2 separate regions of the Rattus norvegicus genome follow, and region 2 is linked to region 1. Evidence: chromatin contacts called from public Hi-C data. All regions are on one chromosome and are shown on one strand. The core of a region is the stretch at or near the end of the contact, and the rest is flanking DNA. Distances in the headings are between cores, read along the strand shown. Region 1 overlaps Hs1bp3 (HCLS1 binding protein 3). Region 2 has its middle 75 kb from the start of Hs1bp3.

What was found. A called contact is a pair of places that touch in the nucleus more often than the background predicts.
Region 2: a Hi-C map of Schwann cells shows a contact between it and region 1, with 4 times the contacts expected there. The contact joins two enhancer-like sites. A contact is called at or near these places in 4 of 12 Hi-C or Micro-C datasets (the Rat2 cell line, Schwann cells and liver).

Annotation. Positions count from the first base shown.
Region 1 is chr6:36,930,725-36,937,123 of GRCr8, reverse strand. Hs1bp3 (HCLS1 binding protein 3) reads right to left here. Exons shown (of 7, transcript NM_001398778.1): 5 at 3,118-3,272; 6 at 1,843-1,978. LOC134479336 (a long non-coding RNA gene) reads left to right here. Exons shown (of 2, transcript XR_010052521.1): 2 at 864-1,074. Among named protein-coding and RNA genes, the nearest start is that of Hs1bp3, 22 kb to the right of the region's middle. Within about 2 kb of position 4,848, at least 47 of the 93 cell types and tissues checked have an H3K27ac peak or open chromatin away from gene starts, as enhancers often do. A contact at or near this core is called in Schwann cells, where this site is marked.
Region 2 is chr6:36,983,375-36,990,066 of GRCr8, reverse strand. No RefSeq gene overlaps it. Among named protein-coding and RNA genes, the nearest start is that of Hs1bp3, 75 kb to the right of the region's middle. Within about 2 kb of position 5,401, at least 48 of the 93 cell types and tissues checked have an H3K27ac peak or open chromatin away from gene starts, as enhancers often do. A contact at or near this core is called in Schwann cells, where this site is marked.

The DNA.
Region 1 (6,399 bases), core at 3,599-6,098:
TTCTTCCCTAATGGAATAACAGCCATCCTGGCCCCTCCCAGACAGCAGGACGTCAGGAGCGAGGACACAGGAGGAGAGAGTGAACAGATGCCAGGGGCCTCTGGGAGATGTAAATACAAGACGCCAGCGAGGTGACTCAGGCTTGGCGGGCGCTTAGAGGGCTGTGTAATAGCCTGGGGCTGCTAACGAGGGGTGCGGATGACAGCCTCTGAGGCCCCAGTGCCACTTAAACTATTCCTGGAAAGGGGCAGCTCTGCTTCATGCACCTCACCAGACACTCATTGCACCCTGGAGGGCAGGGAAAAGGAGGATGAGACGCCATAGTGGGAGCAACCGGAAATCAGGTTGTGGTGCAAGGAGAAGTCAGGGAGAGCCACAGCCTGAGACAGGAAGGCAGGTCTCTCTCCCTCTTCTCCGAGGGCTCAGGGCTTCCGCTGGAGCAGAGAGGTGGTGACAGAGCCTGCCAGGAGTGGTGGCCTGGGGCAGGTGATCTTTCCTATACTATTTTCTGTAGTTGCAGAGAACAGCGCCTATCTTAGGGGTCGAGCAAGGGGTAAGTAAGAATATCTGTGGTAAAGCAAATTTCTCACAGTGCCAAACACACAGTAAGCTCTAAGGAAATAGTGGGCTTTGTTTTGTTTTTCTGCATCTGACACCAACGTTCTTGTAACAGATTAACTGTGGCTTTCCCCTCCCTCTGATGGGACCCTCCTGGTGGACTGGGCCATGGTTCTGAAGTACATTTGTGCTTTGTTCTCTCTGAGTATGCTGTAGTGTATTGAGGGTCAGTTTTATTTGTTCCCGAACCCACTTATACCAATTATACTCGCTCATGAATTGTGTAATTTATTCCTTTACTGAAGCTACTAAGGGCTGGAGAGATAGCTCAGCGTTTAAGAGCACTGGCTGCTACATATACAGCCACCCAACTAGACAAGATGGATGAAGCAAAGAAGTGCAGACCGACAGGAGCCGGATGTAGATCACTCCTGAGAGACACAGCCAGAATACAGCAAATACAGAGGCGAATGCCAGCAACAAACCACTGAACTGAGAATAGGACCCCCGTTGAAGGAATCAGAGAAAGAACTAGAAGAGCTTGAAGGGGCTCGAGACCCCATATGTACAACAATGCCAAGCAACCAGAGCTTCCAGGGACTAAGCCACTACCTAAAGACTATACATGGACTGACACTGGACTCTGACGTCACAGGTAGCAATGAATATCCTAGTAAGAGCACCAGTGGAAGGGGAAGCCCTGGGTCCTGCTAAGACTGAACCCCCAGTGAACTAGACTGTTGGGGGGAGGGCGGCAATGGGGGGAGGGTTGGGAGGGGAACACCCATAAGGAAGGGGAGGGGGGAGGGGGATGTTTGCCCGGAAACCGGGAAAGGGAATAACACTCGAAATGTATATAAAAAATACTCAAGTTAATAAAAAAAAAAAAAAAAAAAAAGAGCACTGGCTGCTCTTCCAAAGATCTTGAGTTCAATTCCCAGCAACCACATGGTGGCTCACAACCATCTGTGATCTGATGCCCTCTTCTGGTGTGTCTGAAAACAGCTACAGTGTACTCTCAGATATAATAAAAATAAATAAATCTTTAAAAAAAAAGCTATTAAAATAGAAGTGTGAGAAGAAAATGAGTGTAGTTCGTGGAACCAGTGGGGCTGCCCTCGTTGCCCACAGCTTTCTCCCAGCAAATCCTCACCCCCTTTTAGCCACTCATGGCTGCTAGACTTGGCCAGGCCTGGATCCCTCCTCCCTTGTGAGCTGAAGCTGGTAAAACGCACTACCACTTGGGTTACAAGCTAGAGAAGTCTTCCTGGGGTACGACGGTACCTGAACAGCTCTTTGGAGGCATCCCTGTGTTCTGGGCTGGATGTGGGCCCTCTACTCTCATGGGCAGCCGGCAGCAGTAAAGGGTCACCCAGGGAGACAGCCCCACCTAGGTCAGGGTCGTCAAACAGCTTCAGGGCTGTGGGAAGAGAGGACACAGCAGACGATAAAGAAAGTGCTTGTCTATCCTCAGATGCCAGACAGCAGGCCTGCTAAGCCCCCTATTGCACCCGAGTGAGTGGGCAGGAAAGCAGAAGGCAGGCAAGGACACAGCGTCTCTATAAGGCCTGTCCGCTTTGGCCTGGCTCTGTTCCAGTCCTCGAGGGCTTCTCACTGCTGGCAGAAGTGGCTTCTCAGGACACTGCACCAGGCTCCTCGAAGTTCTGGCAGGCCAGTGCTAACGAGCGGGCACTGAGGGGCACCCACCAGCCACAGGTCTTGTCAAGGTCGTGGGTGATGAGCAGAGGCGACAGACAAAAATTACCCACAAGGCCCATCCATCTTCAGGAAGCCAACCTGTCCCACAGGAGCTGCACTTTGGGAGTGTCGATCATGTCTTTACTTGAAGCGTCTTTTCCCAGTGGACCTGGTTAAGCCTCCTGGCTTTTGGGATTCACCGCTGTACTCTCTCCCAGGATGCCTACGGTCCTATGGGAACCCGTGTTTCTGCTCATCCCCGAAAGAGACTTGGGCTGTGCTGAATTTTTGGGTGATATTATCTATCTTTATCTCCCCATGGATCTTCCCTTGGTGGACGCTCGCTAAGCATTGGATGAATCATCAATTCTTCCCCTGGGGAGAAGGACCTGGGCAGGCGTGAGCAAAGGTCAGAGATACACGGAAAAGTCCCAAAGCCGCTAAGCACCTCCTCTGAACCCTGCACCACGCCTTGCAGTAGAATCTACGTGGGTGGCACACACTCATGAGAATTAAAAATTATACAGAGTCACATGCATGCCCAAGGTAGGTCAGTATCCACTTTCCATTAAACAGTTTCAGGGAGCTCCAGTGCCCTTGAGGTTGCAGATGTAATTAAGGAACTAGGTCTCTAAGCAACTAAGAAACCTGTCATTCTCTGCTCTGTAGAACATTCCGAGTGAGTATGTAATCCCCAAATGCTGCAGCCTGTGGGGATGCCAGGCGTGAGGGACACCAGCGGGAAATCTCTACACTCTAATCTGTATTCCATCGAAACAGGACAAGGTTTAGACCCACTTGCTCAGGGACGCAGATGTTCACCAAGCGCTAAGCCGATAGCAGGGACAACACAGTACTCACGGTCCTCTGTGGTCCCCAGAGGTCTCCGAGGGGACACCTTCTTGTCTGAGCTAAAGAGCCCCTCGTCAGGGTCTACCTCCTCGTCAAAGATGGTGAGCCGAGGTGAAGGCTTGGTCCTCATGGCCACTTCTTGGTGTTTCTTAGGCTTCTTGGAGCTGGAGATAAAACACAAGGTAAGGATTCTCACGAGTGCACGAGTGGCCTATTGGTCATTCCCAGATCTCCAGCTCAGCTGGGCCTTCTGGATGCCGAGGAACATATGAGCAGGTGTGGCCTTGATGGGGTAGGTGTGGCCTTGTTGGAGGAAGTGTGTCACTGTGGGGGTGGGCTTTGAGACCCTCCTCCTAGCTGCCTGGAAGACAGCAGTTTTCTCCTGCTTGCCTTTGGAACAAGCTGTAGAACTCTCAGCTTCTCCTGCACCGCGCCTGCCTGGATGCTGCCATGTTTCCTGCTTTGATAATGCACTGAACCTCTGAACCTGTAAGCCAGCCCCAGTTAAATATTGTCCTTTATAAGAGTTGCCTTGGTCATGGTATCAATGGAACCCCTAACTAACTAAGGCAGTGGGGGTCCCTAACCCCCTGGGGCTCGGGTTCAGAAGGCTGCTCTCCACAGCTACTTAGACATGGGGTAAATGTGATTTGGGGCTCAAAGTTCAAGGGGTAGGGTCTAGGAGAGCAGGAAGAAGCCTGTGTTAGTGAAAGATTTATATATTCTATATAAGTACACTGTCGCTGTCTTCAGACACACCAGAAGAGGGCATCAGATCCCATTACAGATGGTTGTGAGCCACCATGTGGTTGCTGGGAATTGAACTCAGGACTTCTGAACAAGCTGTCAGTGCTCTTAACCTCTGAGCCATCTCTCCAGCCCCCACTTTTCTCTGTGACGAAACAGTGAACAACAACAATGACAGAACAACTTGAAGAAGGCAGGGATTGTACGGGTTCATGGTTTGAGGGTACAGTCTACCATGGGGGTGGGGCGGTCAGCGTGACAGGTGCAGCTGGCCACACGGCAGCCATTGTCAGTGCTTGGTTTGCTTTATCCCTTTTATGAAGTCCCAGACACCAGACCATACCACGGTGCTGCCAATACTTAGAGTGAGTTTTCCGACCTCAATTAATCCAATCCAAAAACCCTTCTCCGATCCTCCTAGAGGCTGGTTAATCCTCTGTCCTGTTAGACTGACAGTATTAACCACCCCACCGCCTAAGCCCTTGTTTCACCACCCATCTCTCAGTAGTGTACCTGCCGTCCTTCTTGGCTACTCAATGGTTCCCCTGGGTAACCTACTCCTTTCTGAAGTTCCTCTGCAGTCAGCTGGGCCTGGCTGTGCCACACCAGTTCACTGACTGATGAGCTCCTGCCCTGGGATGCTTGTGGTGGGAAACCGAGGGTCACCAGGGAGGCTCCTGAGGTTTGCAGTTTTACTTCTTGATCCAGGTGGCTAGGCTAGCTCTACGTTGCTGGGTCACATGATCTGGACTGCCTTAGTGACAACGTCTCCAATGCCGGATCACAAACTTAGTTTTGTTTTAACAAGCTGACCTCATGCACGGGGGCTGCCACCCACATTAGGCATTTTAAGATTCCTACAAACCGTAAAAGTTTCTTTTCTTTTCTTTTTTTTACTGGAAACCGGGATCATTTTCTCCTGAATGCCTGGCAGCTAGTTCCACTGGACTGAGGTCATCTCTGAGCTCATTTTGGCAGCACAGTGGCAAACTGCGCAGGGGCTGGCCACTGTCAAAAACTGTACCACAGGCTCTCCAGTGGCAGATAAAAATACCAGGTCCCTGGGTGCTGCAAAGCCAGGGACTCTGAGGAGACTATTTTCCCAGAAGCCTTCCTGGTTCAGAGGCATCGAGTGTCCAGTGGAGGTTGCCCAGCAGGCAGGATATTTGGGGGCTGGGAGTAGGGTGGTTACTACTTAGGATCTTGCTCCTTACTCTCAGTGTCCTATGAACAGAACTGTCCTTGCTGTCCTCTGGGGAGAGAGTGGCACATTCCAACAGTGATGGCATCTGTGTCCCTACTGCAGTATTTGCAAAAAATTTCTTCTGTCAACGGGGTCACCACGGTGAAGTGCTGACAGGGCTCTGCTCTGCTTGTGGTGCTGGGGCGGGTGAGGGAGTGAGGATCTCTAACCTGATAGTGAGCACCCTTCAGAAAGCCTCCGCTCTAGCTCCTCTCAGACGCACAGTGTGGACTCGGCTGCTCCTCGTGGGAGGGCTCCCTACATTTTTATCTATCAGGCAGAATCAACAGTCCTGGTGACTGACAGAGGCCATGGCCCTAGCAAGGATGTCCAGAGTCCAGACTCCCTGTGTCAGTATTCCTAGAGGGCCCTGGAACTGTGGGCATGGCTCTGGAATGTAACCCTCAGGTGCTCGCCCACTCGGAAACCTCCTCCTTTGAGGGCCCAACACACATGGTACCCACTCAAAAGGCCCAGAGGGCAGGGGAGCAAAGTTTCCTATGGATCAAGAACGGCAGGAAGCACCGAGTAGGGAACTCGGGAAGAAGAAGGGAAGTATGAGAGAACAGGCGGGAAGCCAGGTGAGGGAGGTTTCAACCACTTTTCCATTTCGGCTCAGTCTGACCTGGACAGCACAGATGAGGCTAGACCTCCCTTCTGGGCAAGTTTCCCTCTCACATCTTTGTCCTCCTTGGTGATATCTGCGATTTTTGTTGAACTGAAACAAAGCAGATGTTCGGCACAAGAGCGTTCCGTCAGCACTGTCTGCCCACTGAGCTGTCCTGTCCTCCAATTTCTCAGCTCTCCAAAGGGGACACAAGGGACGCGAGGGGACCTGGAAGCCCCCAGGGTCTTGTCTGATTGATCCCAACACTGCAGAAAGGTGTTCAGCAAATACTAGAAGGAAGAAGGCAGGCAGCAAGACAGACAGACTGACAGTCAGATAGATAGGCATCTGTCCTGTGTAGCTGGATAGTCATCAAAGAGAAGGAAGACAGATTAGCTGACTGGAAGGAGAGGAGAAACAGGCAGGCAGGAAAGCAGGCAGGCAGGCAGGCAGGCAGGCAGGCAGGCAGGCAGGCAGGCAGGCAGGCAGGCAGGCAGGCAGACAGTTATAAGACAGGAAATAAGGGGTCAGAGCTGCAGTGTCAGCACTCATGTTTACAAAGGCAGTTCTTCTAACAACACCCCTCTGCCAGCTTTTCAGCTGCAAGCAGCCTGTCCATTCCTCCCCCTCTTCCACCACTACCACCACCACCTCTTCCTCCTCCTGTTCTTCCCCACTCCTCCTCCCCCCTCCT
Region 2 (6,692 bases), core at 4,152-6,651, 52 kb before region 1:
TTGGCCTTGGAGACCGTTAGGTTGGGGGACCAGCAATGCAGGAGAAGAAATTCAGCAAGGGTCAGGTTGGAGACTCAGGTGTTGGAAGAACAGGAGCTGTCAAGAGATCCATGAGGGTGGGTGACAGGGAGGTCAGGCTTTGGGACAGGTCACAAGGGCCTTCCATGGTAGACAATGGGCAGGAGGATGTCTGCCTTGGTCAGGGAAACAGCCACGTCACAAGAAAAGCTAGGCTAGGGGAACCGTTCATCAGGCTGTTCCAGAACTGGCCGGGGAGGTAGGCTTGCAGGAATACCAGAGCATGGACTGGTTGGAAGGTGATCTTAAACCATGAAGCTAAAGAAGATGGAGGTTGGGCTGCTACCTGACTTTAGTGTCACAGAGGGACCGAGAGTGCCAAGGCAAGCACAGGTACAGTGAATCTAGCTGTTTGGGAGAAGGGAAGACTCTGTACCACACACATAGACTAGTCATATGTGTTTCTTTAATTTTTTTTAAAAAATTAGATTTATTCCTTTTTTAATTTTATTCGTTTTGTCTGCATGTCTGTATGTGTTCTATTTGAGTGCCTGGTGCTCAAGGAAGCTAGGAGGGTTGTAAATGTCGCTTTTATTTCCTCAGACGAAGGGAAGAGAGGAGAGCCATGCCCAAGCCCAAGCTTTATGAACACATGACTTGAGTGCAGCCCAGAGTATTCTAACTATCCCCAGGCCTAGGCCTGGAAGCTTCTAGCCTCTCTACAATCGAATCTTCTGCAAGCAGGCCTTGAAGGCTTCAGCTTCCAAGACTGACTGCTGAATAAACTTGCCCTCTCTAGCTCTTTCTGAATCTAGCTGGCTGGTTCACCTGCGCTGTTCTGGCCAAAACACCTCTACCAGCTGACTGATTCAAACTGGCTTCCCTCTCTCATTGTCTCTCTCCCTCCCTCAGCTTCTGACTAAATTGTTCTGCTTGGCCTCAACCTAAGTCTGGCAATCTGTCCTAGTCTGGCTCTTTTTAATTTCCTGACTCCTGTCTTCACCTACGATCTGTCTCTATAAACTTTTACTGGTAAAACTTTTTTCCTCTCCCTCTCCCTCAATCTCTCTCCTCTCTCTGCTGCTGCTGCTGCTGCTCTTAAGTAGCCTCTCTTTCCTGTACTATTCTCATGCAAGTTGGATGTATTCTGGTTCTGACTCATTCTGTCAAGTCTCTCTCTGATTTGTCACTTTGTCACTAACATGGCTGCTGTCTTCTCCACACTAACCTCACCTTCACTGTTAAGGATTAAACATGTTTACTGTGGGTGTGTCAGTGTGCCAGCCAGATCATACTGTAGTCCAGAGCACGTCTGCATTCCAGCTGGATCACACAGACCTAGAATGTTTTTGAATGTGATCCCTTGCCAGAGCAGCCATGTTGCCGGATTAAAATTACAAAAAGTCTATCAGGTCCCCTGTGGAATTGGAGCTATTGATAGTTGTGAACCACCATGTGGATCCAGGGAATCAAACCCAAGCCTTCTGGAAAAAAAACACATGCTCTTAACCACGAAAGCATCTCTTCAGCCCTTATGTAACACATATTTCTTTCACATCCATTTTCAAGATGGGGAGAGAACCATGAGCTAAGTAATTTCTACAGCTGGCTGAGGGAATGACCCCAGAGCCTACATTCAGCAAGTATTACTATAGAGGCCCAACACTGTTCCGAGGGATGGAAGTGGTGTTTATTTAGTGTTTAGTGCTAAATTTCTTAGAGAAAGGGCTGCTAGAGTTGGGCATACAGGAGAAGCAGGGCTGTCCATTGGGCCTAGACTGAGGTATGATGCAGTTCAGGGCAGGCCCAACACGTGATTCCAAGGAGGTCGAGAACTGGGGATGTTGTAAATTGATGCTCATGTATTATTGATTCAGCATTAAAGTACGGGAAGGCCGGGGGTTGGGGATTTAGCTAGTGATAGAGCGCTTGCCTAGGAAGCGCAAGGCCCTGGGTTCGGTCCCCAGCTCCGGAAAAAAAAAAAAGAACCAAAAAAAAAAAAAAAAAAAAAAAAAAGTACGGGTAGGCCCTGACAGTTGAGTAAGAAAAGGATAGGAAGAGGCACCCATCGTTGCCTGAAGTGGTTCAGTTTCAGCCCCAAACTTGGCCCCAAAGAGACCAAAGTCTCTGGGTTCCACCCAAGCTATTGGTCAGGGCAGAACAAGATCCTCAGGGGTTTACCTAGGTTTCACATCAATTAGCCAAGATTTTCTTTAGGCATGGGCAGTGTTTTTTTTTGAGGAATCGAGGAGAGGGAGAAGGCATGTCTTCTAAGTTAGGAATGGAGGCAGCAGGACAGCCCAGAGAGTCAGGGAAAACATGTTTCGGGATGCCATGCTGAGAATCTAAGTGGAGAGGGTACCCGGTTCTAAGCTATTGTGACCCACAAAACACCAGGGACACATGGTTAGAAGCAGAAATTGAGACAGCTTATTAAGAAGGGGAAAGACAAACAAGGGATTGGGCTAATGAGCTGAGGCAAGAAGCCCTGTGGCCCAGAGCCCTTTATGTGATATTTATATAACACCCAGTTCACTTCTTTGTATTTTCCTGGCTTTTCCCACAGATGGTCTGTTCCTCAGATGAAGCCTATTGTGAAGACGGATTTCTAGTTTGCCTCTGCAAACTTTGCCCCTGTTAATCTTTTCTTTTTTAACTTTTTTCTTAAATGTATATAAGTACACTCTCTTCAGACCCACCAGAGAGGGCATCAGATCCCATTACAGATGGTTGTGAGGCACCATGCGGTTGCTGGGAATTGAACTCAGGACCTCTGGGAGGTCAGTCAGTGCTCTTAACTGCTGAGCCATCTCTCCAGCCTGTCGTCTGTTAATCTTGATGTTACAATCCGGAGTGTCTATTCTCCTGCTACCCTTGGACATAAACTTTAACTAGATCAAGATCCTAGAGGAACAACTCCTCCCAGTAGACCGAAGGATGTAGTGTGAGGGGTTTTATCCAAGACTCCACTCCCAACCTCGAGCCAGGTTGAGTGTGTTATGTAGTTGGGTAACAGAGATACTGGTTTATTAACAAAGACAAGCAAAGACCTGTCTAGGTTTGTCCCAGGATGGCCTCTTCTCTCAAATTTCTCCACTGTGTCTCTGTAACTTCCTTCACAGCTGTGCTGTTCTGTGGTCAGGAGCAGTCATGGCTTTGCAAAAGCCAAGAGAATAGAAATGTATCTGGTGTCTCACGATGATCCAGCAGGCCGGAAAGCTCAGTGTGGAACACTCAGAATGGTGTCATTTTCCTTCAGGGAACTTTCCGTGCCCTGGTTGTAGGCTAGAATGCAGGCAGGACAAAGTTCTTGTTACAGAACTGGGGCTCCGGAGGTGGCTTGGTGCAGAGGTGGGAATTCGGGGGGATCAAGCCCAGATGGAAATTGTGTGAAACAGGTTTTCATGCTGAGCCTTGCCCTGGGTGAATCCAGCTCACAAGGCATCGTTGGCTCCAACTTGAATACACAACAGAGGCAGAGTGATTCTGTGTCTTTGTGCACATGGACAACACTAGATCTACAAATTAAACCATGGAACAAAGACTGATAACTTAGCCGTGCAGGTAAGGGAAAACCACCTTGGAACTTACCGAAGTGGATGAGGAACATATGGGCATGGGCAGATTAAAATCATTAAAGAAAGCCCGGAACCAGGCCTGTGAACGTATTAAACACAGACGGTCATTGAAAGATGCAACAACCTGGAAATAAGAGGAATGGGATGGCAATGGTGCCACCAACCCGTCCCATTGCGTGCGTACGTCAGTTTATACAGGGCTTAGCTTACACAGTCTCTGGGTTTCTGTCCGTTCACCTATTTGTACCTTGCCTTGAGAGTTGCAGGTCATCTATGTGGACCTGTGGCTCAGGCTCAGCTCTGTGAGCCTCCACCTGGGTTCATTCATGTCCGACCTCTGTATTTACGTCAGTTTTCTACCTCAGCTTCTTTGAACCCTGTGCCTCTTAAACCCTTTGTAACCATGTTGTAATGCACACTACACACACACACACACACACACACACACACACACACCCTTCACGTGAAGTATAATGTGTGGTCTGAGAGTTCAAACTCATCAAGACTAGAATAAACACATTTTGGCTTGCCAACAACCGTACTATTTAGTAAAATCAAGACCACTCAGTAAATTGTAATCAGTGAAACAAACATAGTTGGTGCGTTCATTATCCTTCAGTAAACTCTGACATTGTGGAAAGACTCAATTCCATCTGTGTTTCTGACCTAGTACATTCATGACCTAATGGCTTCCCTTGACCATTATTACCTGATGCCCTACCTACTCTGAGAAGTAAGACATGATTCAACTATATAGAAGGACCTCTCTTCTGTGGGCCTCAAGGAAAAGCCCCACAACCTACTACTTGGAACCCAAGGTCTAGACTTTCCACACCTACAGCCAAAGCTCTCTGGGCTGAGATCTCACGGTAAGGATCGCTCACCATGGTTACTAACAAATACAGTACCTCCGCCGCCGAGGCAGCTATGGCACACTCCTTGACACTCAGGCAACTAGGGCAGTTCCCCAGAGGCTCTCCAGGTGTCTCCACTCACTCTGTGTCCTGAGGAAACGTGTCAAGGAGGTGAAGGAAGTCTGATGGAAGGAACACCGTGTAAGAGCCTCCACAAAGCTGCAGGGAATGAAATGGAGGTGACTGTGGTTTACTGAGGGCAGGCCATGAGCCACATTCCCCGCCTATATAAATCTTGTCCACACCTCTCACGGTTCTCTGAGCAATATGGTTCCACAGGAGTGGAAACTGAGGCTTGGCAAGGGAAAGTCAGTTCTCACCGCCACAGGTGGTAGACGGGCCCTGTTCTATGCCCACCAATGGGGTGAGCACTCAAAGATGAACAGAAGCAATAACCACTCGGAAGAATTCAAGTTTTAGTGCCCCAGTCCTATGGACAATTGGGTCCTATTCCATCACAAGCGGATCAGAGGAAGCCGTGCAGGAGCGCCCCACCCCACCCCGGTTTCCTGCCACTCACGGGGTGGGGGTGGGGTGGGGGGCATTCCTAATTGTACTCGGGTGGGGTGGGGGCTGGTGGTGATGGCAGCTTCACTTGAGTACAGGAAACTCCACAAGACACAGCCAAAGCTGGGTGGCCACCAGATACAGACTGTCAGAGAGAACAAAGGGGACTTTCCCCACCGTTTCCCTGTGGTACACACGGGGCCGAGGCTCTTGGAAGTGGTGAGGGGACACCGGACGCTAGGCAGCTCCAGGAACTCACTCAAGGCCAGGATCAGCGTCTGAGCTGAGGGTGGGAGGAGAATTTGTTTCCCTGAGGCTGAAGAGACAGGGCTTCCCCAGCCCCTGAGGATGAGGTCATCCGGTTTCAGGCTGGACTAAAAGATCCTTAGGCATAACAAAGCTGAGCCAGGAGAGAGCGTGTATGACTCATCCATAGGCCAAGCACTGGGGGCTTCCGGCCCTCAGAAGACACAGACATAGAGGCTATTGTTCCCTCCGGAAGCCCCCGTGGCACAGCAAGCTCAATGGGGTCATTTGTATTTTCTCCCTAGTTCTCCATCAGTCAGAGTCCTCTAAGCTGCTGAGCCCAGGGAAAGACTCAACATTCAGTCACCACCCCCACCTCACCCCGGGAATACACCCCTCCCTAAAGGGCAAATCAGGGCCTGGCCTGAGAGGCAGACGCTTAGCTCTTAGGCGAGTTAAGATTCCAAGTCTCAGGCTGGGGAGAAGGCTTAGGGGGTAAAGGGTTTGCTGAGCAAGCATAAGGGCCTGAGGTCAGATCCACAGCACCCATGTAAAAACGAGGTGTGGTGGCATGCTTCAGTAATCCAGCACTGGGACTGGGTAGGAAAACAGGAGGATCCTGGAGGCTCCCTGGCTAGCCAGTCCAGTCAAAAAGGCGAGCTCCGGGACTTTGTTTCAAATTACTAGGTAGAGAACAATAAAGGAAAGCATCCAGTGTCAACCTCCGGCCATCACAGGTTCATAATGCTCACCGCTCGCGAGTGCGTGTGCACGAGCTTGCGGACGCGCGCGCGCACAACAATCTCTAATCTAAAACCCATCCAGTTGTCTTCTTTCCAATGGGAATAAAATAATTTTAAAAGACAAAGCTATTATGAGGATGGTCGATCTGTGTCAGCAAGGATCAGACAGTGACCAGCTCGGACTTTGAAGCCTGATGACTCTATGCTTAGTCTTCTTATCTCACCTCCCAATCCTCAGGCAAAAAAAAAAAAAAAAAAAAAAAAAAAAAAGAAAGAAAGAAAGAAAGAAAGAAAGAAAGAAAGAAAGAAAGAAAAGGAATAAACTTTTGGTCAATAGAGGAAGCAGCTGATCCACTTCTAGCGTTAAGTGCAGAGTCCCTCCAGGAGGACAGTGTTGGTTCTGTCTAAGCTCCACCCCCACAGCTACCTGGGAACAGCCAGGTATGCTCCGCCCCATAGTTGCCTAACAACAGCCAGCTGGGCCTGACTATATAAGGGGCTGCTTGCTCCCTCCTCTCTATCTTCTCTCTTTGTTCTTCTCTGTTCTTGCCCCCTTCCCCCATCACCCTTTCCCCTTCCCACCACGTGCCCATGGCCTGCCTCCTTTCCTCTCCTCTCCTCTTCTCTCATTAAACCTTTCCACGTAGACCCATGTTGTCTTGCTGTCTGTCCCGGCATGGGCCGAG